Regions from separate parts of the Gossypium hirsutum genome. Here region 2 is linked to region 1. Evidence: chromatin contacts called from public Hi-C data. All regions are on one chromosome and are shown on one strand. Each heading gives the region's core, a stretch centred on a gene start, on an enhancer-like site or on the middle of the called end of the contact. The rest is flanking DNA. Distances are from core to core; before and after follow the strand shown. Region 1 has its middle 16 kb from the start of LOC107950327. Region 2 has its middle 20 kb from the start of LOC107934532.

Evidence for each region. Hi-C and Micro-C count contacts between places; a contact is called where the count stands out from the background.
Region 2: a Hi-C map of leaf shows a contact between it and region 1, with 2.8 times the contacts expected there. The contact joins two enhancer-like sites. A contact is called at or near these places in 5 of 34 Hi-C or Micro-C datasets (callus and leaf).

Annotation. Positions count from the first base shown.
Region 1 is chrA10:110,745,046-110,752,482 of Gossypium_hirsutum_v2.1, reverse strand. It overlaps the pseudogene LOC107934540. Among protein-coding and RNA genes, the nearest start is that of LOC107950327, 16 kb to the left of the region's middle. Within about 2 kb of position 4,277, at least 8 of the 9 cell types and tissues checked have an H3K27ac peak or open chromatin away from gene starts, as enhancers often do. A contact at or near this core is called in leaf, where this site is marked.
Region 2 is chrA10:110,801,491-110,808,646 of Gossypium_hirsutum_v2.1, reverse strand. It overlaps the pseudogene LOC121208099 and the pseudogene LOC107934536. Among protein-coding and RNA genes, the nearest start is that of LOC107934532, 20 kb to the right of the region's middle. Within about 2 kb of position 5,691, at least 8 of the 9 cell types and tissues checked have an H3K27ac peak or open chromatin away from gene starts, as enhancers often do. A contact at or near this core is called in leaf, where this site is marked.

The sequences.
Region 1 (7,437 bases), core at 3,028-5,527:
TTATGTTATCTTACTTATGTTGCATATATGACATTTTGTTCAGTCCCTTTATGTGGATCTCATATGCATATATGTCAAAATGAACTGCCTTATTGTGTCTGTAAGGGAAAATGTATTATTTGAAGACTAGATCTAGTGGTTTGGAGTTGGGACCTATGGTGTCAACAACCAGATCTGTGCTGTATCCTCCCATCATGTCTGTAATTTTAGTGAATTTTGTTTGAAGTTATAAGTACTGCATATGCTTAGAGGATTCAACCACTTAAACAAGCTCAGGTGGCTCTATTTGTATTATTGTAATTCTCCTTTTGATTTTCTAATATTCTTAAACAATATGCTAAATTTGATGCAGGAAAACTAGACCTTTTTAATGGCTGAACTCATCGGGCATATCCTTGATGTTATTAAGTTCATCAGTCGTAATGCTAGCAAATATCTAAAATTCCAAAGGAAATTCACTGAATACGTTGATGATTTCAATCAAGCACAAGCGGATTTGCGTGCCAAGGAGGCCGATTTTCAACAGCAGTTGGAAGACGAGCATCACTTCGGGAAAATGCCAAAGCAGGAAGTTAAAAGATGGTTTGAGAAAGTAGAGCAAAAGCTTGGTCATGCTCAACATGTTGAAGATAAAATCAGTAAAGGAAAATATCTGTTCCGCTCATGCTTGGGGAAGCTTGTTGATGAGGCGACTCAGGCAATGAAGGAAGTGCATGCTGAAGGAAATTTCTCCGGGGGCTAGGTTGTTAATGATCCTTCTACCATAGAGGTTAATCTACCTACACCGGAAGTAGTAGTTGCGACCAATGTTAGAGAAGAAATTTATCAGTACTTGATGGGAGATGCAGTTGGATTAGTTGGTGTGTGGGGGATGGGCGGAATAGGGAAAACAACTATTATGAAGGATAAATTTAGAAAATTGATTTGGGTAACTGTATCTTAAGTCTTCGATATTCGAAAGCTGCAAAAGGACATCGCTTCTCAATTGGAGAGAAACTTGTCAGATGATGAAAATATAACTGTCCGTGCAGGGAAGTTATCAGAAATGTTGAGAGGAGAAATGAGGTATGTGCTAATATTGGATGATGTATGGAGAAGCTTTTCCTTTGAGGATGTTGGAATCCTTGAGCCAATAACAACCAATGGATGCAAATTAGTGTTGACCACACGCTGAGAAAGGGTTGTTGAATCAATGGGATTTAAGAAAGTTAAAGTTCCTTGTTTTTCTATGGAGGAAGCCATGAACTTATTCTTAAGCAAAGCTGGACAAGACATGTTGCCCAATCCAACTTTAGAATCATTAATGGAACTTGCCGTGAGGGAATGTGGTGGACTTCCCCTAGCAGTTGTCACACTGGCTGGTTGTATGAGGGGAAAATCCGATCCTTGTATGTGGGAAGATGCTATAGAGGAATTACGAGGCAACATCAGAAACATCAACGATATGGAAGATAAGGTGTATGGATGTTTAAAATTCAGCTATGATCGTCTGCAACGAATAGACCAAGATTGCCTTTTGTATTGTGCATTATATCCTGAAGATGATGTAATCGATAAAGATGAGATCATTGAAAAGTGGATGGAAGAAGGGCTTATAGATGGAATGGGAAGTAGAAAAGCAATGGAGGGTAGCGGTCATTCCATTTTGCAAAAGCTTGAAGAAAACTGTTTGCTAGAAAGGGTTCAAGATAGGTCATGTATAAAAATGCATGATCTTGTTAGAGATATGGCATTGCATATCACAAGGAAAAGATTTCTGGTAAAAGCTGGTATGCAGTTGGAAGAGGTGCCAAACATGGAGGAATGGGGTGAAGATTTGGAGAAGGTTTCTTTAATGTGCAATTCCATCTCAACAATTCCTCAAACCATGAAATGCCTGAAATTTCCGAAGCTGACAGCATTGTTGCTCTCATGGAATGAATTGAAAGAAATTCCAGAATCTTTTCTTTGAGCACTTTCCTAACCTTGAGATTATTGATCTTTCACGCAATTATTTGGAGAGTTTGCCTAATTCTATTTCTAGTTTGGAGAAACAGTATTGTTACTTAGAGGATGTTGGAATTTAAGGAGTTTGCCTTGTTTATCGAAACTTCAAGCTTTGAAGAAATTGGATCTTGGAGGCAGTGGAATCGAGAAAATCCCTCAAGGTTTGGAAATGTTGGTGAATCTTAGATATCTCAATCTTAAACGTACCATTCGTCTAACGGGGATTCCTACTGGAACACTCTCAAAACTATGCCGGCTTCAGTATTGGGCAGTTCATTTTAAATTGGAAAGCGCAGAAGAGTTGAGGGAATTGAATAAGTTGGAGGTTTTTGAGGACTGGTTCCATAACGTGTGTGGCTTGAACACGTTTGCAAGTAAGAGAAAAACGCTTTATAAACTCTCCATTTGGTTTCTGAAATCACCTCTGTTCGTCCCCTGGTATTTAGTAATGTTGTTAGATTTAAAGGGATTAAAACTGATGTTGGAGATGAAATTATACTTCCATACGGCATCAAGGAATTAAGTGTACTAGAGTGCAGGGGTGTGAGAAGTATAAACGATATTGGATTGAGGGATGCAACTGATTTGAAAAAATGTGAACTTCGTGGTTGTAGTGAGTTGGAATCTGTAATTTCATCCCACTGTGATCAGCTTCAAAACTCGAGTCTCTGGATCTAATTGAGTTAGAGAATTTGAAAGTCATAGTTGAAGTTGGAGCTGGAGAATCATCAGTCGACAGATTTTCCTCCCTCAAAGAGATCACTCTATGGAATTGCGACAAAATTAAGAAATTGTTTTCAGCTGATTGGGTTCTAAGCAACCTGGAAGTGATGGATGTTAGGTATTGCAGTGAATTGGAAGAAATAATAACAGAATCCGAGAAAAAAAGATTGGGGAAACTGGTACAATTGCAGCGCATTTGTAGTGAAAATGGAGTAATGGGTTGTGATTCTCTCCAATCCATTACAATAAGTTATTGTCCAAAGCTAAAGCGGATTCCTCTATATCTTCCACAGCTTGAGATTGATGATGAAGGAAAACTATCTCCTTCTAATTCTCTCCAGAGAATCCAAGTGTATCCAATAGATTGGTGGGAAGCAGTGGAGTGGGAGCACCCTAATTTCAATATTAAGAACGTTGTTCGACCCTTGAAAGAGATTTGGTGAAGATGTTTGATGACGTCTGTTTAAAACTATAACCGTGTAAGCAAATATTTTATCATACATTTGCAGAATTTTTCCTCTCTTTCTTTTAAGTGTTTATATAACATATTAACCATAATAATTTATTACTACTTATATTTCAATAAGTGTTGAAATAATTTTATAAATCGTAATTACAATAATCATGAAAAATAATTGCTTCACTAGCCATAATTTAGTGATCATAATTATAATTATAATTAACATACCAATAAATAAATTCTTAGTGCATATAATAATTATAATTTTAAATACATCTATGGTTTCATTATTAACAGAAAGGGAGATTTTTGTTTTTAATTGTACTTGAAATTTTTTTTTCAAATACGAAATTATTTGAAATAATAAAAATAAATAGAAAATTTATTCAAATTTTTTAGTTTTGCCCGTAATTTGAAATAACCTAAAAAAATGTATGGTATTGAATTTATACTCTCTATTTCAACATTATGGTATTGTTTGAAAATGTGAGATTGCGGGTGGAATGTTATATAATGTGAACAAAATGCAAATATAATAAGGATTTGATTGATTTACAATCAATCAAGCATTTCATGTTAACTTACATCTAAGAAACATACTCAAATGTTAATAATTCTAATAAAAGAGTTTTATGATAAAAGTATCATAAAAGCCCTTGTAGTAGGAGTTAGGTTACATTTTATCTCCTCTATTTAAAAAATGGACAAATTAGTATTTGTGTACATTAGATCAAAAAATAAATTCGTTATTTCTATTAAAAAATTCATCTATTTATACTTTTAAAAACTGATCTCTATATCTCAACATGATGTGCATGTGCATGTGGCATGCCACGTGTCATTGTATAATTATTTGGTTAGGCACGCTAGTTTTTACAACACAAGTATGTAAAATTTTTAACAAAAATGACTAATTTACTATTTCATCTAATTTGTTTAAATAGAGAGGAAAACATACAATTTGACTCCTAATACATACCTCTAGGATACTTTTACCAGATTTTTTCAATTAAAGAATTACAAAACAATTTTTATACTCTTGTAGGATCTATCATTGGCGGAGTGACTTACTAGGCCCGTGGGCTTAGACCATTTATAAATGGGGGCCTTATTCAAGGATTTCAAGCCCAAGTTTGGTCAACTAATCCACTATAATTTCACACTGTGAATCAAAACTATGTTGAGTTGATGATGCCTTAAAACTTTATAAATAATATAAATGATCAAAACTACAATTAATATACTGAACATTTAAAAAGCTTGTAACTGTGTAAATTCAGCTAAATGAGTTACCGTGTAAATCATGACACAAGAAATTTAACATAACTAAAGCATGTCATTATGAAAATTAAATGGTCATAATATATAAATATATACTTTAAACGAATTATTAATGTGTAACGTTTAATTTCAAAAAAGAAAATTAATGCGTAACATTTTATATAAAATTATAATATTTCACACAAGAAATAAATAAATAAAAATGATATAAACCATTTATATTTTTAAAAACTGAATTATTATGATAAATTATATAAAATATTGTAACACCCCACACCCGGTCTAAGCTTCAAAGGTCAAGTCTGGAAAGTTATATTGACGCCACTAGTAAAACCCACCTTCTTATAAACAAAAATAACATAAAACTATTCGACAATTAATAACAGTAATAAAAAGAAATCAATCGATCATTCAACAATCTAGAAGTTGTACTACTAAGGAGTATTGAAACGTTTAACACTATAATAACGGGGTGATAAAGCAGATTGACCGAGCTTCCGTCACCCCAACTCGATCAAGACTGTGAATTACCTGAAAATCAGTTAACAACAAATGAGTTGTGAACTCCAAGTATAATAGGAATAGATTCAACTAAAGCACATTTATAATAATAAATTCTTGGATCTCAAGTCCAATCGGAATCAGAGAGTATTCAGTACAGATTTAACGTATCAGTTATATGGCAGAACAATTCTAATTCAGATACAGAACATATCAGAAACAGATGCAGTCATTCCTACCCCTATTCGCTACCCACTATCTTCGACCATCCTAACACACGATATAGGGTATTAAATATCGATTCATCCCTACACACCACTTAGTGTCGATACAACACTTTCTAGAATATTTGTAGGTTAACTACCAGATCAATAGGCGAATACACAACAAATTCACATATAAGTCGTGGCTTAGCCATTGAATCAAAATAAATCACTTCCTTCTTTACATAATTCTCACCCAATGCAAATGCAGTTATAGATGTAAAAAATGTACACATAGTCGTTCAGATTCAATTCATAGTTAGGTGGTACAGATCAATATCATCAACAGGCATCATAGTCAATATACATTTGCGTAATCAATATCTCAGTCTCAGATTTTCAAGTAGCACTCATACGATCTAATTTAGATCATAAGTATACTATGGAGGGCCTACGTTTGCATTAAACAATGCTCACGGCCTTAAAGATGAATTACAAATCTGACCTACACGCCCGTGTGGCACCACATGCTCGTGTGCCCAGTCGTGTCTCTTAAATGGCCTGACACATGTCCGTGTTGTTTGTCCGTATGGTTCTAAATCACAAACAGTGAGTCATACGGCCTGGACACACGCCTATGTCTCTGGCCCGTGTGATCCTTATCTTTTACTCAGTGAGATATACGGCCTAGAAACATGACCTTGTCTTTGGCATGTGTACACCTTGCACTAACATGCCGACACACGGCCTAGACACGCGCCTGTGTCCCTTGGTCGTGTGGCTCATATTTGGTAAACAGTGTATTGCACGACCAACACATGGCCTGGCACACGACCGTGTGGCACAGACAGTCATATTTTTCGATGTCTGAAATTTGTAAAAACTCGAGTTTTCCTGTGTAACACCCCAAAACTTGTCCTAGAAGCTTAGACCAAACCCTGGAGGTTACATGGATCACCGAGGTTACATGGAGCTTAGATAAAACGAATTATCAAAATCTCATTTCAAATGCAGTTTGCTTGATTCAAACTAAACAGTTTAGCCCTTTAGGATTCAAAACAGAAAATTTTTTTATTACGTCAAAAGCATTCAAAAATAAGTTCTGTAGGTTCTAGATTTCAGACCAAAGAAAACAATTTACGAAAACTCAAATTAGAAATGTATCATAGTCCCTATAGAGTTTTACAGTCCAAAATAATTTACAAATCAAAGTATTCAAAAAAAGATTTTATTAGCCTGATTTATAACGCATCAATCCGAGACCTCCGATATGTCGAGTCCAGCGTCAGAATACGAAAGTACCTGAATGGGGAAAACTAAGGGGTGAGCTACACGAGCTTAGTATAAGTCTGAAACACAACAAACGACGAAAAGCGAAACAATAAGACAAATACTCCAGAAACAGAATATGAACACAAATCAACCGAAAAACCCATCAATAAGTCGATAGTAAAACACACCAAAACACGTATCATCATAAACACATCATTCCTAAGTATCATATCACTAACATCAATACTCGTACAATCAGTTACATGTAATAAGACATATAATCATATGCGTATAAATGCAACAAGTCAAAAACCCAGCCCACCAACCGAACACCTCTTCAACCACCCTGCACACCACATATGAGCTAATCAAGCCCAACCAACCATGCACACCACATAGGACCTTGAAAGGCCCATCCACCTTACACACCATATACATGGAACTAAGCCACTCAAATTACAATACGCAGCTGAGCTGACATATGTATAGTATAGTGCAGTAAACCAATATACAAATGTATTGCAGTTGAAACTGCCAAATCAGATCATACTTCCTTCTCTTTCGCAACCAAACCTAGAATTTTATGCAGATGTATGCATGCGAACAGACCACTAACAGACTCACAGAAACAATGTACACAACTTACAAATTGTCATACATCAGTCAAACAAAATCAGAGGTGCACTTAATCAGTCGATCAAATTTAGAACCAGTTGTAATGCTACTTAACACTTAAACAAACCATTAAATTAGTGCTACGAATACGAATAACACATAAGTTTGGGCTAAAACAGAGTCTCAACCACCCTTACTAAGACCTAGCCGATGGTCAAAACACATAGAAACTCAAACATGTCAAAAAGTGATTCAGAATAAAAATTTATGAAACAGGGACACACAGTCGTATGCCCCGGCCGTGTGGAAAAGCCCAAGCCATATGGGGGTCTACACACCCATATGGAAGTTACACATGCCCATGTGGAAGTTACACATGCCCATGTAGAAGTTACA
Region 2 (7,156 bases), core at 4,442-6,941, 55 kb before region 1:
TAGATGCAAATTAGTGTTGACCACACGTTCAGAAAGGGTTGTTGAATCAATGGGATCTAAGAAAGTTAAAGTTCCTTGTTTTTCTATGGAGGAAGCCATGAACTTATTCTTAAGCAAAGTTGGACAAGACATGTTGCCCAATCCAACTTTAGAATCATTAATGAAACTTGCTGTGAGGGAATGTGATGGACTTTCTCTAGCAGTTGTCACACTGGCTAGTTGTATGAGGGGAAAATCTGATCCTCGTATGTGGGAAAATGCTATAGATGAACTACGAGGCTACATCAGAAACATCCACGATATGGAAGATAAGGTGTATGGATGTTTAAAATTCAGCTATGATCGTCTACAACGAGTAGACCAAGATTGCCTTTTGTATTGTGCATTATATCCTGAAGATCATGGAATCTATAAAGATGAGATAACTGAAAATTGGATGGAAGAAGGGCTTATAGATGAAATGGGAAGTATAAAAGCAATGGAGGGTAGCAGTCATTCCATTTTGCAAAAGCTTGAAGAAAATTGTTTGCTAGAAAGGGTTCAGGATAGGCCATGTATAAAAATGCATGATCTTGTTAGAGATATGGCATTGCATATCACAAGGAAAAGATTTCTGGTAAAAGCTGGAATGCAGTTGGAAGAGCTACCAAACGAGGAAGACTGGGGTGAAGATTTGGAGAAGGTTTCTTTGATGCACAATCGCAGCTCAACAATTCCTCAAATGATGAATAGTCCGAAATTTCCAAAACTCACAACGTTGTTGCTCTCGTGGAATTCATTGAAAGAAATTCCAGAATCTTTCTTTGAGCACTTTCCTAACCTTAAGATTCTTGATCTTTCTTATACTCGTTTAGAGAGTTTGCCTAATTCTATTTCCTTTTTGGAGAAACTCACAGTACTGTTGCTTAGAGGATGTTGGTGTTTAAAGAGTTTGCCTTGTCTATCGAAACTTCAAGCTTTGAAGAAATTGGATCTTAGACGCAGTGGAATCGAGGAAATCCCTCAAGGTTTGGAAATTTTGGTAAATCTTAGATATCTCAATCTTCAACGTACCTCTCGTCTAATAGAGATTCCTACTGGAACACTCTCAAAACTATGCCGGCTTCAGTATTTGGCAATTCATTTTAAATTGGAAAGCGAAGAAGAGTTGAGGGAATTGAATAAGTTGGAGGTTTTTGAGGGCCGGTTCCATAACGTGGGTGACTTGAACACGTTTGCAAGTAAGAGAAAAACTCTTTATAAATTCTCCATTTTGGTATGTTATCATATGACCGACCTTCATCCCACGACTTCTAGTAATTTGGTTAGATTTGAAGATGTTACATTTGATATTGGAGGTGAAATTATACTTCCATACGGTATCAAGCAATTAAGTCTATTGAGATGTTGGGGTGTGAGAAGTATAAACGATATTGGATTGAGGAATGCAACTGACTTGAAAGTATGTGAACTTCGTGCTTGTAGGAAGTTGGAATCTGTAATTTCATCCCAGTGTGATCAGCTTCAAACACTCGAGTCTCTGTATCTAAGTGGCTTAGATAATTTGAAAGTCATAGTTGAAGTTAGAGCTGGAGCTGGAGAATCATCAGTCGGCTTATTTTCCTCCCTCAAAGAGATCACTCTAAATGATTGTAACAAAATTAAGAAATTGTTTTCGGCTGATTGGGTTCTAAGCAACCTGGAAGAGATCAGTGTTATGAATTGTAGAGAATTGGAAGAAATAATAACAGAATCCGAGCAAAAAAGATTGGGTTCCAATAATGATACCATCAAATTCCCTTTCCCCAAACTGAGGAGGTTAGAATTGAGTAATCTAGTACAATTGCACCGCATTTGTAGTGAAAATGGAGTGATGGATTGTGATTCTCTCCAATTCATTAGAATAAGTTTTTGTCCAAAGCTAAAGCAGATTCCTCTATATCTTCCACAGCTTGAGATTGATGATGAAGGAAAACTATCTCCTTCTAATTCTCTCCAGAGAATCCAAGTATATCCAATAGATTGGTGGGAAGCAGTGGAGTGGGGGCACCCTAATTTCAATATTAAGAACGTTGTTCGACCCTTGCTCAAGTTTGGGGATGATAGGGGATGGTTTTAAGATGTATGATGAAGTCCGTTTAAAACCATAACAGTGTAAGCGAATCTTTTATCATACATTTGCAGATCTTTTTCTCTCTTTCTTTTAAGTGTTTATTATACTAATACTTGTCTTGGTCTATTGTTTTGGTAGATACAATTGAAGAAGACGAAGGTTGTGATGTTCTTTGCTTTTCAATTCTAGAGGTTTTAATTTTTAAAATTAGCTGCAATTCAAGATTCTTGATTAAATATTTTCTTTTTCTGCTGTAAAATTATTGCTTCATGACTTCAACTATCTTGTATTTGCATCTTGTACTCTTCTTTTAGTGATTATTTGGGTTTTATTGTTTTGGTTTTGATTTTTTTTTATCTTGTACTCTTCAATGGTTTGTCGAATTAGTGAAGCCTCTTTTGTCCGTGGTTTTTATCCTGTTCGGAGGAATTTTTCACGTAATATTTGTGTTCGATCTTTTTTACTTTTTCTATTCCGTTGTTTATACAGGTCGATATCCAAAGAGGTTATTTTATAAGTCTTTCATATTTGGCTCTTAAAAGGTTTAATTTTAATTTTGGTGATGCATTTATACTTTAGTATCTAATATATTAACAATGTACTCTCTTTTTTTATTCCATAAACAGTTTTAAAAAATAGTTATTTATTTTTTTAAAATATTTCTTTTTTTAATATTTATTAATATCTCTATATAACACTTATCAATCATTACTTCTACTTGTAAAGTCTAAAAGCTCTACTAATATAATTAATATTTTTCTTCCCCAAATTAAAGGCATTGTTTTTGTTGAGAGAGTAGAATTGAAGCAACTTTGCAATAAAAATAAAGTATGGATGGGATGTATAAGGGATAAATCCTAAAATTATACATGAATTAAGATTTAATGTATAATTGTATATATAAATTTTAATTTGATCCAATTCTTGTAAATTATTAAAATAATTATTGATATAACATCATTTTATGTTTTTATATTGCATACATAAATAATATATTTATCCAATATAAAAATAAATTAATGTATTATTTCTTTAAATGTGTATGATTAAATCAAAATTAAAGTTTCAAGTATACACTTGGACCCCAATTAGAGTTTTATGTGTGTAATTATACCAAATTAAATTTCATGTATACAATTAGAGTTTCAAGTATACACATTAAATATTTTTTGGGTAAATTATAAAAATAGTCAATTTTGTTTGTCTCGGATGACATTTTAGTCACTTATGTTTGAAATGTTACGTTTTAGTCACTTACATTATCATTTTGTTATGAAGTGACCACTCTACCATTAAGCTCTATTACCTCCCTAAATGCTATTCTACGTGGCAGTCCAAATGAGTTTTAAATGTTAACTTGGATGTCTTACTTGGCAGTTCAAATTTAATTTATTTAATTAAAAACTTATTTCCATCCCAACAAATGGACATCTAAGTTGGCATTTAAAACCTATTTGGACTACCACGTAGGACTGCCGTTAGGGAGGCAACGAAGTTTAACTGTTGAATGACTACTTTGTAACAAAACGATAACGTAAGTGACTAAAACGTAACATTCAAACTTAAAGTGACTAAAATGTAATCTAAGGCAAATAAAAGTGACTATTTTTGTAGTTTACCCATATTATTTTATAAAAATCTAGAATATAAATATAAATTTCAAAATAATATATAAAAATTAAAAATTTTGTATAAATTAAAATAGGTATTTAAGTTTTAGAAAATTGTAAAAAAAATCTTAAATTTTTAAATATATATTCTAGAAAATTAGATTAATGGTTGAATTAGTTAGATTATTTGTTCTTTAGTTAAATCGATTCATCTAATTTGATTAAAAATTCATAAAAATGAAAAAAATATATTAAAAATTTAATTCAATTGATTTAATTATACATTCAAACTTATTTTTTAATCCGGTCCATATTGATTTACGAACCAATTGATTTAACCTCTTATTTCCAACCACGAACCGATATCCTGACCGTTATCGATCTAGCTAGTTCCAAAAACCATGTTTAATTTTTTCTCTGTACATATTATTCTCGTTTGTACGGGTTAATTATAAATTTATTATACTAACCAAATAAGTAATGCAGTTAAAATCTTTAATTAAATTGCTAATTTAGAAATCAACTTCTCTGCAATTTAAATTTTAAAAATTAATAAAAATTGCTTTGCCTTTTTTAAAAAATTATAGCTGTTAATTAAACGGAAAATTTATATTTTAACCTTTCTAAAAAATTAATAATTCTATTTAACTATTTTTTATCTTTGATACCTAAAATAGTAAATTTTAAATTTTTGAAGGTAATATTTTAGCTTTGTCCCCTAAAATTTTGTAACTTTTTTGAGTGCTCCTAAACAATATTATTGACTTTCACAAGACAAAAACTTTCCCACCATGGCGGAAACATAAATCATATGTATCCTTTGGACCATTGCTATTCTTGCTTCCAAATTGATTGCCATTAAAGTTGATTATATACATATATATAGATAGACAGATAGATAGATTGATATACTTCAACTGATGACACTTAATCCATCTTCAGTTTGAACAAACAAAGCATTGGAAGTTCCGACAAAAGGAAACATTGGAAAGCCTAAGATAATATCAAAGAGCTAAGACAAGTAGCTGGGAGTTTCACTCCATGAAGAACAAAAGAATCTTACCCTTTTTTTCAGTTCTGAATTGCTTCTCTGAAACCAAGTTCTTCGGCAATCATGACATGTTTTCTTTCGTGTCGTGTTTATCGCAAGTGTAAAACAGTTGACCAAAGAGAATAACAACCGCAAAATAGCTCATCCCATTACAGTTTCGATTTGAATCTCCAGTCACTTCTAACTCCATCCCATTCGTCTCCTTTATATTCCGACCCCCAACATAAAATTCTTGATTTCACCTTTATGGAAAGATTTGGCACTCGAAACTTTTGTAGAGATGGAAAGAATGTTGATTGGAAAAGGTGGTTTTAAACCGTAACAAAACCTTAAATCTTGAACACTTGATGCAATAAGATGAAGTTGTTTGTTGATGGTCATCTAAACATCATTTCTGCGGGTGTATTCTATCGGTTCGATTATCCAAAAACTGCTTGAACAAAGAATTGGCGAGATGAAAAATGGCTTAGATGACCATAAACAAACACATTCAATAATGCATTTTCATGAAAAGAAAAAGAACATATCCAATCTTGCATGTAAAATCAAGAGAATATGTTGATAATGTAGGATTATCCATTTTGGTCCAAACCTGCAAGTCTTTGCTAACATCATCCACACTTCAATAAAAAGCATATTCTGAGGAATAATTCACATGAAAAAGCATATGCTTTCAGAATATACTTATATTAGACTCTAATTGATTGGTATATGGAGGAATGAGGGTTTTAATTACTGGGCCATGCATCTTTTGGCATCTTCCTCATGTGTAGCAAATTGGAACAAGTCATTGACCATTTGGATCTATCTTGCTTTGATTCTTTATTTTTTTTTAATATGTTTCAAGAAACTTTAAAATATATGTTGTTCATATCTGAAATTCAAGTATGGTTAAGCTGAGTTCACAAACTCTAGTGTGATTGTGAAGGCTGAGGAACTAACATGATGTTACGCCAAGTGTCAAAGATAGATAAGACAACGTGCTTCGATTCCTCATCGGCCGGGAAGGATAAGAAACCTTATGGTAATTTATATAATGATGATAACCTTGTGTTGATAATAGTTTGGCCCTCCCAATCATTAATTTTTCAATTTTCAAAACAAAAAAATTTAGTTTTGCCTCCAAAATTCTATAATTTTATTCCGATCCTTTCATATCAAATTCTTTATTTCGCCCTTCCTCTTAGGAGTGTGTTTAATTTAAAGAATGTAAATTACCTTTAATAATAAAATTACGAGAATGTAAGATTATAGTATGGAATATCGATTATGTTATATTACCTTATTTGGTTCACTCAGTTGGAATGTAATATTTTAATGTTTGGTTGACGGAGTATAATATTACCTAAAAAAATATTTTACTAAATTGTTGTTATAGAATTTGTTTTTATAACATTAAATTTAATTCCTTTAATACTTTTTTAGTCTTATTTTTCATTAAATTATGGTAAGTCTTATTTTTATTACATCTTATATTTTGAAATAATTTTATAAATAATAATTACAATAATTAAGAAAAGTAATTATATCACTAACCATAATTTATTGATCATAATTAACATACTAATAGTACATATAATAATTATAATTTTTTAAAAAAAACATCTATGGTTTCATTGTTAAGAGAAAGAGAGGGTTTTGTTTTTAATTAGACTTAAATTTTATTTAAGAAAAAAGAATGAAATTGTTTGAAATAATAAAAAAAGGGTAAATTTATCCAAATTTTTTAATTCCACCTGTAATCTGAAATAGCTTAAAGAATGTAAAGTATTAAGATTATACTTTATATTTCGATATTGTTTAGAAATGTGAGATTTCTTGTGGAATGTTACATAATGTGAACCAAATGCAAGTATAATAAGGATTTGATTGATTTTCAATCCATCAAGCATTTCATGTTAACTTACATCTAAGAAATATACTCAAATGTTAATAATTCTAAGTACCATGGAGACCCTTGTAATAGGAGTTAGGTTGTATTTTGCCCCTTCTATTAAAAAAATAGTAAATTAGTATTTGTACATTAGATTAAAGAGCAACTTAGTCATTTTTGTTATAAAGCTCATCTATTTTTACTTTTAAAAATTGGTCTCTATATGTCAACATGACGTGCATGTGGCACGCCATGTGTCATTGTCTGGTTATTTGGTTATGCACGCTTGTTTTTAACAGTACAAATAAATGAAATTTTTAATAAAAATTACTAATTTACTCTTTGATCTAATGTATAAAGATTAATTTACTAATTTATTTGAGGGAACAAAATACATTTTAACTTCTAATACAAAACGTATGATACTTTTATCAATTTTTATCAAGTAAAGAATTACAGAACAAATTTTATACTCATTTAGGATGAGTGGCTTACTAGGCCCGTAGGCTTAGACCAATTATAAATGGGGG